2 separate regions of the Hordeum vulgare genome follow, and region 2 is linked to region 1. Evidence: chromatin contacts called from public Hi-C data. All regions are on one chromosome and are shown on one strand. Each heading gives the region's core, a stretch centred on a gene start, on an enhancer-like site or on the middle of the called end of the contact. The rest is flanking DNA. Distances are from core to core; before and after follow the strand shown.

The links. Hi-C and Micro-C count contacts between places; a contact is called where the count stands out from the background.
Region 2: a Hi-C map of leaf shows a contact between it and region 1, with 4 times the contacts expected there. The contact joins two enhancer-like sites. A contact is called at or near these places in 2 of 6 Hi-C or Micro-C datasets (leaf and seedling) and 1 of 1 datasets of contacts at active chromatin or transcription factors (embryo).

The regions. Positions count from the first base shown.
Region 1 is chr6H:169,320,330-169,325,244 of MorexV3_pseudomolecules_assembly, forward strand. No RefSeq gene overlaps it. Among protein-coding and RNA genes, the nearest start is that of LOC123405263, 71 kb to the left of the region's middle. Within about 2 kb of position 2,157, at least 3 of the 3 cell types and tissues checked have open chromatin away from gene starts, as enhancers often do. A contact at or near this core is called in leaf, where this site is marked.
Region 2 is chr6H:169,469,547-169,474,461 of MorexV3_pseudomolecules_assembly, forward strand. It overlaps the pseudogene LOC123405265. Among protein-coding and RNA genes, the nearest start is that of LOC123405263, 220 kb to the left of the region's middle. Within about 2 kb of position 2,620, at least 2 of the 3 cell types and tissues checked have open chromatin away from gene starts, as enhancers often do. A contact at or near this core is called in leaf, where this site is marked.

The DNA.
Region 1 (4,915 bases), core at 907-3,406:
TGTCGAGGCCCTCGTGCCAAAATAACGATAGGACCGCATCTTGGGCGTTACATACATGTAGAGCACCGTTATAGTCACATAGTTACGTTGTGACATTTGATACACACAAGGTGCTCCTCCGGTGTCCGGGAGTTGTATGATCTCATGGTCATAAGAACAGATACATTGACATGCAGAAAATAGTAGCAATAAACTGACACGATCATATGCCATGTTCATAATTAGGTCTTGTCCATCACGTCATTCTCCTATTGATGTGACCCCGTTATCAAACGACATTTCATGTCTATGGCCAGGAAACCTTGACCATCTTTGATCAACGAGCTAGTCCTTCAGAGGCTCACTAAGGACAGTCTGTTGTCTATGTATCCACACATGTATTTGAGTTTCCAATCAATACAATTCTAGCATGATAATAAACGATTGTCATGAACAAGGAAATATAATAGTAACCAATTTATTATTGCCTCTAGGGTATATTTCTAACATCCCCCATATATACAACCATTAGGACGCCGTTTAGATTTGGGTTTTGTTTTCATTAAAAGTTCGTCATAGCTGCAATTTTGTGTCTTTCGTTTGTGTTCCACAATCAGACCAATATGTCACAAACTCCACTTGCACCAATAAAGCATTCATCTTATATTCGCGATATCCAGATTGCAATTTGAGTTTCTTGCTTGTTCTTCGTTTGTGTGCAGGAAATAGATCCTCGTGGTCAGGTTGATCGTGCTCCGCCATGGTCAATGACCTCTAGTAGTTGGTTTAACGATTTCTAAGACGCGATGTCCTTGCACGTTCGTAGTCGGATGTTCAAAGTCTACTCCATCAAAAACAATAGTCATCATCCCATCAAAAGATGGGACACCTTCGCTTTATCAGAGATTACGTTACATGGAGCGAGAGACACCATCATTCTCTCCATGCAAAGGCATCAGGTCCCAAGCAGAGGGAGTGTAACCTCCGTAGTAACTTTGCTAAGAAATTCCTGCAAAGATAATGGAGGAACATCAACTCATGTCGCCTACGCACAACACTGCTCACCTGAACATAAGGCTCAACCGCAACGCTAGGTATGGCCCCCATCACGTGCTAGGTGTTGAAACCAAGCTGCTCCGTCGAACTGAGAATCAGATGTGCAAGGGAATGCACATCTACAGTCTGAGAGTAGCCATCGAGGCAGGATAACAAGATCATATGTATAAAATATTCTTTTGATCGTGATGGAGGAAGGATATGTGTGAAACTAATTTCGCTTTCTTGATAATAAAATATTCTTTTGATCGTGATGGAGGAAGGATATGTGTGAAACTAATTTCGCTTTCTTTTTATCAAGAAAGGTAGAAAACTTACAATAATTGAATGATAAGAAAGACAGTGGTATCATAAATCTACTAGAGTTCAAGTCCTAAATTTGACATTGAAACTCGCATTCTTTACATTTATTTCAGGCCTTCCGACGTGAGAGGAGACGTCCCCATGATTGTGAAAATGTCCGTAACGACTTTACCGATTTTAAGATTGTGTGTCAGCTCAGTCTTTAAAAAAATGTTCGTATGAATAAAGTATACATGCGTGCATTAATAGGATTGAATATATGTACGTATGTATGAAGGTGTGCGTCTGTACTTTGTTATTATGATCAACAGACTAAGGCGTGTTTAGTTAGCTAAAACGTGAGAGGCTTGAAGGTTGAATTTTTGGTTAACTCGAGGTCTGTTCTGTAAAAGATACTACTGCCATCTTGACAGCCCCACCATTCTAGACGGTGATTGCACCTAGCTACACCTAAGACTAGTCATAGTGGGGAGTAACTAAGTAGTAACATCAACGCCACGTGGGCAAAAAATCTGACGTGACAAGTATTTAATGTGGAGAGAGATGGTAGTGGTAACATAGCTAGTTACCATCACATCACATATTTCAATGCACTATGTGTCTACAACCTAATAAATGTTTGTTTGTATGACACCACATGTATGTTACTCCCCACTATGAAGGTAGTAACATAGACTAATAACAACATCATGTTACTACTCTTAGTTACTCCCCACTATGAGCAGCCTAAAACTCGAGTTTTCGACCGGCCACGTCCTGTATGATCGGCAAGGATTTCGTGGTGTTGATTTGGACCCGCCCGAAATCGAATGGTCTGATGGTCAACTGAGGGACCAGGTCTCGCGCTTGGAGGTTTAGTATGTTGATTTCGTGGTTGGTGGTTTAGTATTTTTGTCGTTGATTTCGTGGTTGGTGGTTTAGTATTTTTGTCGTTGGAACGTGGAGATGGTTATGCATGTCTTTCCTCCCAAGTTGGTGTCGCCATCGCGGCCTCCCTGAAACACCGACCCCTATCTCTGGCTGATGTCACGTCTCCCTCAAGCCGCCTCCTGCGTCTCCCACGTATCCCTTGTGGCACCCACGCTCTTGTCCTCTTCCTGCTGTCTCTGGTTGAAACGTCTGGACACCACACGCAACACACGCTCTACGGCGGTCAAGGTATGGGCGGAGCTGCGCCGAGATGCAGCACTACGAGACGAGGCTCCGATGTTAGTATGTTTCGAACAGGTCGCCCTTCACCCGCGCGTTCCTGCTGCCATGCCCAAAGCGCAAAGGCGTTGCTCGGTTGCAGCAGGCGAAGAACGGGACGGTGCTGCCACGCCCGCGACGGAGTTGGGTCACAGCAGGGAAAGCTTTGCAGCAGGCGATGCTAAGTGGCCACTGCTGCCATGCCGACGGCGGAGCTGTGTTGCAGCAGGCGAGGCTACGAGCATCCTGGTGCCATCCATGCCCAAGCCCAACGGTGGAGCTGCGTTGCAACAGGTCATTAGTTGCAGATGCACGACCACGATCCGGCGGTGAGGCTGCGTTGTTGCACCAGGTAGCTGCAGACGCTGCCGACCAGTGGCCATGCGCTTTGCAAGGGGGTTGACGCCCCGGTCGCCTACAGCGGTGGCGCTGCGGCCGGCACTAGCGGGGTAGCTACAAGACGGAACATGGAACTGCCAACCTGGTTGGGATGTCTCGCCAGACCTCGCCGCTGTAGCCAGGGTTCCCGTGCTTGGAAGAAGATGGAGAGACGGTGAGACACTGTGTAAAGGGTGCGGCTAAATCCAAGTCAACTGAGATTTGACCAATTCTTAGTTAAATGATAAGTAGAACAAATGAAAAATTTAAATGAAAAATTAGAATGCATTTTCATGTAAGATCTCACGAATGTAGTATCGACTGAGACTTGGTTAGACACTGAGATTTTCTGCTCGGTAAAACCTAAATCACACTCACACATTACCGAGTTTTTTTAAGCAACAGGCTATATATCCCGTCGACTTCTATTATCACAACATCGTAAACAATTGAAGAGAAAACAAAAGGACGAAAGAATAAAGATAAAAGTCTGTCTAGGACACATCTAAACCATCGTAAGATCACTGCCATAAGAATTAAACATGCAAAACTTATGCACATCTAGATGTGTTTTAGCGAAAAAGATAACTTCCCTACAAGCCAAGACATTGTCAGCCTCCTACTGCTGCAACAGATAGGATGGCCACGCCCGCACGCCGAATCATACAGGGCAGAGCAACCTCTCGGGTAAAAAAGAAAGGTGAGCAACCTCTAAAATTATTACAAATTCAGCATCAAGCTCAAAAGAGCAGTCAACTACTTCCTCCGTGTCTAAATATAAGTCTTTTAAGATATTTTATTAGGTGTCTACATACAAAACAAAATGAATGAATCTATATTCTAAAGTATGTCTATATACATCTGTATGTAGTTCATTAGTTGAACCTTTAGAAATACTTATATTTAGGAAAGGAGAGAGTACCAGTTAGTATCATTCTTGCAATGGGAGCCCATGGGTCCATGGTTGTGAGCAAAGATCTCTTGTATCACCTTATTGATGTCAAACGGTTGCAGCACTTGCTGAGTCTAAAATGCAAAAGCAAACATAACGCAAACATACATCTCGACAACCTTTGTGTCCTTGACAGTTCTTGGAGTTCTCCACCGGCCACGTCCTGTATGCAATCTATCAAGTCCTTTTCTTAGGGAAAATAATATACTACTGAGATGAGATGCGGTGGAGGCTGGTCCGTGTTGGGATCCACGACACGTTGCCAGCAAGTGGGCATGACGGCATGGTTTCGAAAAGAATGAATGATAGTCCGTACTTGATGCCGACCTAGTAGCATAACGCCATAACCAGTTGACGCAAGTGGGCAGGACTTGCTTTCCATCTGCACATTCTTAATACGAACCACTTTGCCGGCCCGTATGAACTTTTCTTGGTGCTACATTATTAGTATTATGCGTCTGGATACTGGATGAAAATGTGTAGATCGCGAGGACTTGGTTACCTTCGGTATCTCCCGCCACGCGATCGTCATATACACGAAAGTAAACAAGCCCGCATACACCGGATTTGTTTTATTGTTTCGAACTCGACCTGTTCATTAACAGCCCAGCAGCATTTTTTTTCCTATATAAAGAAAAATAATAGGGGTCTCCCCTCCGGTTACATTCATTAACAAGATGAATCCAAACTGTGGCACGCAGATGCATGGGCGGAGGCATCGATCTCTTTTTTTCTTTCAATTTTCAATCTTTTGAACAAAAATTCATATTGAGTTTTGTTTGTATATTCGTGTTTTTGTGACGACCGCCTTCAAAGAAGATTTGTTTTGTTAGAATATTAGGTAAATTTGTAATTAATTTTGGTAAATAAATCATGACAAGAATCAGTAAATAAATCATGATGAGAATCAGGAGTAGCATGCAACAATCTAACATACTACATGAACAACAAAATATACATAACATCATCGCACACGAAGTAGCAACTACACAAAGAGACATTTGCAGATCATGAATGTCGTACTATTCGTTAGTTGCTGCATGAGCGACGGTGTTGACG
Region 2 (4,915 bases), core at 1,370-3,869, 150 kb after region 1:
TTCTTTGAGAGTGATATTTTCAGTTTATCATACGCTGTTGGGTCTGGAAACCTCTGCCTCTGAAGCGCATTATATTTTGGGGTGATATTTACGCCTTATCACAAAGAATTAGCCCCTCCTCCTCCCTGTCTCTAGTAGCACCTACAGTAATCCTATGGACCTCTACATTTCACCGCCTATCCCCACGGCAACCACTTAGCTCGACGTGTGTTGCCGCCGTAGCCGCGGCTTCTCAGCACCGATTTTCTCGACACTGCTAACCCAATTCAGGAATCTTCGGCACTGGACCTCCCATGGAGAAGCAGGTAACTGTAATCTACTTAAATATTTCCGCTCATCTCTTATCCCAGTCCATCTGCCCCTTTTAATCACCCGGCCGAAATCACCGTGGATTCACGTTCCTTCTAGCTTCGGGGGTTATCATCCTTTTTGAAAAGAAAAATGTTCCTTCTACATGATTCGAGGGTTTTCCTTCATAGAGTGTACAGTGCAAGGACATACAACCAATGAGTTTCATCTCACCATATCACACGACTTCATGAAGCGCACGGTAAGTTCAATCTCACACTACCTACGTTGACATGGCCTATACTTTTGGTGAACCGATACTATATATTGCCACATACTTCTTCTTCTTCTTCTTCTTCTTCTTCTAAATTAGGCAAATTAATGTTGTATTGTTCTTTTGTTTACTCTCATATACATATGCATGACATCACGGTTACATTATCTGTTTACTTATAATTTTTTGTCCTTTCATATCAATTGATGTGCTCTTCTTTTAACTACTCTCATACTAGCATGTTGCCATGTTCTTTAACAATCTTATTAATTCCTGCGGTACATCCCTTGCTTTGCAACAACAACTAATGCGCTAAATCTTGGACTTTACATAACTATAGACTCCAAGGATGTCATGCTGAGCACAAACCATCGATTTACAATCGTTATTTCTATGAAACTTGATGAAGATTGTCACTCCTATTTTGATATAGGACTTTGGCCAGAAATTTCGAAGTTTTATGTACTCAAAGCTGACACTAAAATTGCGTTGCACCTAAAAGATCCTAGCCATACAATAAATTCTAAATTCCCCGATGACATCATCCGTCCATACTTTGTAGGAAGTAAGTGTTCTTTCTAGTCTATGCATGTTGACTTGCGTAGCAATATCAAAGTAACTATGTAGTATTTTAGCAATCAATTAGGATTTTATTTTCTGAATTTGTTAAATCTGCTCCTACCTACTCCATCCGTTCCTAAATATAAGTCTTTTAAGCGATTTCACTAAGGGTCTACATACGGAGCAAAATGATTGAATCTATACTCTAAAATATGTCTATATACATCCGTATATAGTCCACTAGTGAAATCTCTAAAAAGACTTATATTTAAGAACGGAGGGAGTAGTAACTTGTACTCCCTACGTCCCAAAATAACTGTCTCAATTTTGTACTATCTCTAGTATAAAGTTATACTAAGCTTGAGACACTTATTTTAGGACGGAGGAAGTAATTACCAACGCACTACTTTTTTGCCCTGATCTAGCTACATAATCACTATTCTCCCACTTCTATGCTCATGACACAAAGTGTTGCCGTCGCCGATACTCTGGCGCTGGAGGACGAGGTTGCCAACAAGTGGAGGCAGGCCGAAACACAAGCGCCTCTGGCAGGCAGCCTCCACGATGATATGTTGATAGTGACCATCTCCGTGCTCCCAATCGAAGATGGTGTGTGCACAACCGTCCTGTCCTGACGATACATTTGTGCAAACTCAGCTGCCTTGCTTCCTTTCCTCTTCCATGCACACATCATCAGTGGCACAACGCACGCACATGCGCAGCAATGGCAGCAGATCCATACAGGACGATGAGCATCAAGCAAGCACGCACAGCTGCAGCAACAACAAGTCCCCTGATGGCCGCCTCCCTCAACCTCCAATGCGGCCCAACTCATACTCAACTCGTCATCAGTGTGCCCTTCCTATTTCTCCTACTCTCCTCACCGTGCCTGCAGTTTTCCCTCCTCGTCATGCTCCGGATTGAGACTACCTCATCCATCACCAACACGTTCTCTTTCCTCCCTACAATCCCCATTGACGCCTCACGATTTGGATTCCATGCTTCCTATCTTCCAGATCTGGGAAGAGCAAATCCCTAGAGTTGCCATGCCTACTTGCCGCCGTCCTGGATTGAAGCCATCTAATTCATCCCCGATCGGTCCCTTCCTCTATCCTTTCTCCTATCAGCTGCCCACCTCCTCGTCCGGTCTCCGTGGCCGCTTTCATCCATATCGGGGGAAAAGGCGGTTCCCCTGACGTGAGGCGTCGTGGGCACGCGGCTTGGTGGACTCGACGGCGTAGGCTGGAGAACCCAAGCACGTCGGTTCCTCGGAAGGATGCCTTCGGCATGCGTCCTCGCATTCCTGGTCACCGAGGCCGCCGAAGGCGTGTGGTGACGGTAGAAAGAGGGCCATTGCAGGCGCAAGAAGATGGGCGGTGCGAGAAGAAGGGGAAGGGAGGATCGGCGGCGCATTTGCTGGGGATCTGTTCTTGTCAATATGGGGCCAGAGAAGAAGTCAAGAAGGAAATGTCGGGAGGCACGATTTGGGTGGGAGACGGGTAGCGCCGCAACGATCGGCAGACCACGGCCCGGCAGAACATTTGATCTGAGATGTGGATTCATATGGCACACCATTGCATAATATAAGCAGTTGGATGTGTTTAAGTTGATTCGATCCGAGGGTTCTGGTTATCCTGTGTACAGTTTGATGTGTAGTTTTAGTAGAATTTATGTTTGCTCTTTTAACAGTAGTAGAGAGTATGTGACTTTTCCTTTCAAATTGATTATTTTCTGAAATTCAATGGAATCTTTATTTAATTTATGAAATTGTATCCAAATCGAAAAACTTTTTTTCGGAATTGGTGAATTTTTTGAAAATCGATGAACATAATTTAAAATTCGTAAACTTTTTTTCTGAATTGATAAAAAAATTGAAATAGGTAAACTTTTAAAAAAATCGGTGAACATATTTTAAAATTCATGAACATTTTTAAAATAAATTACCTGTTTTAAAAAATTGTTGAACTTTTTTTTCAAAATCGACTAGTTTTTTGAACTTCTGAAAATCCATTAACATATTTTTTTAAATGTTTAACTTTTTTTCATAATCATTAAACTTTTCGAAAATCTTATTAATTGCTTTTTAATCCAATGGAATTTTAATGTACCTTTTTGAATTCACATTTTTGAAAATCAATGAAAAAAATTGAGTCTGCAGCGGAGCGCCAGGAGATGTTTCATTAGCTGGTCCAGCGAGGGACACTGCAGACGCCAAATTTATGAAATTGTATCCAAATCGATGAACCTCTTTTCGAAATTGGTGAACATAATTTAAAAGTCGTAAACTTTTTTATAAAGTGATAAAAAAATGGAAATAGGTAAACTTTATAAAAAAATGTGAACATATTTAAAAATTCATGAACATTTTTAAAATCAATTACCTGTTTAAAAAAATTGTTGAACTTTTTTTTCAAAATCGATTAATTTTTTGAACTTTGTGAAAATCCATTAACATATTTTTAAAAATGGTGAACTTTTTTTTCATAATCATTAAAGTTTTCGAAAATCTTATTAATTGTTTTTTAATCCGATGGAACTTTAATGTACCTTTTTGAATTCACATTTTTGAAAACCAATGAAATTTTTTCGAGTCTGCAGCGGAGCGCCATGAGATGTTTCAGCAGCCGGTCCAGCGAGGGACACTGCAGGCACCAAATTTATGAAATTGTGTCCAAATCGATGAACTTCTTTTCGAAATTGGTGAATTTTTTGAAAATTGGTGAACATAATTTAAAAGTTGTAAAAAACAATTCTAAATTGATAAAAAAAATTGAAATAGGTAAACTTTTAAAATAATCGGTGAACATATTTTAAAAATCTTGAACATTTTTAAAATCAATAACCTGTTTTAAAAAATTGTTGAACTTTTTTTTTCAAAATCGACTAATTTTTTGAACTTTGTGAAAATCCATTAACATATTTTTAAAAATGGTGAACTTTTTTTTCATAATCATTAAACTTTTCGAAAATCTTATTAATTGCTTTTTAATCCGATGGAATTTTAATGTACCTTTTTGAATTCACATTTTCGAAAATCAATGAAATTTTTTCGAGTCTGCAGCGCAGCGCCAGGAGATGTTTTACCAGCTGGTCCAGCGAGGGACACCGCAGACGCCAAATTTCTGAAATTGTATCCAAATCGATGAACTTTTTTTCGAAATTGGTGAATTTTTTGAAAATCGGTGAACATAATTTAAAATTCGTAAACTTTTTTCTAAATTGATAAAAAAAATTAAATAGGTAAACTTTTAAAAAAATCTATGAACATTTTTAAAATAAATTACCTGTTTTAAAACATTGTTGATTTTTTTTTCAAAATCAACTAATTGTTTGAACTTTGTGAAAATCCATTAACATATTTTTGTAAATGGTGAACTTTTTTTCGTAATCATTAAAATTTTCGAAAATCTTATTAATTGCTTTTTAATCCAATGGAATTTTAATGTACCTTTTTGAATTCACATTTTTGAAAATCAATGAAATTTTTTCAAGTCTGCAGGGGAGCGCCAGGAGATGTTTCATCAGCCAGTCCAGCGAGGGACACTGCAGGTGCGAGGAGCGCGAACCGGCGCCTGCAGCATCGTATTGAAAGGTCCCGATAGGAGAGCCCCTATACCTCGCATAAAGTGAGTCTAGTATCTGACTCGCTGCAGCGCACGACGATGTGGCCGGTCCAGTTCACGGTAGGTACACTGCCTCCTTTTCTTTTCGGTTCTTTTTCATGTTTTTATTTCATTTTTTGATTCATTTTTTAAGCTTTTACTTACACTTCTATATATTCTAAACATATAT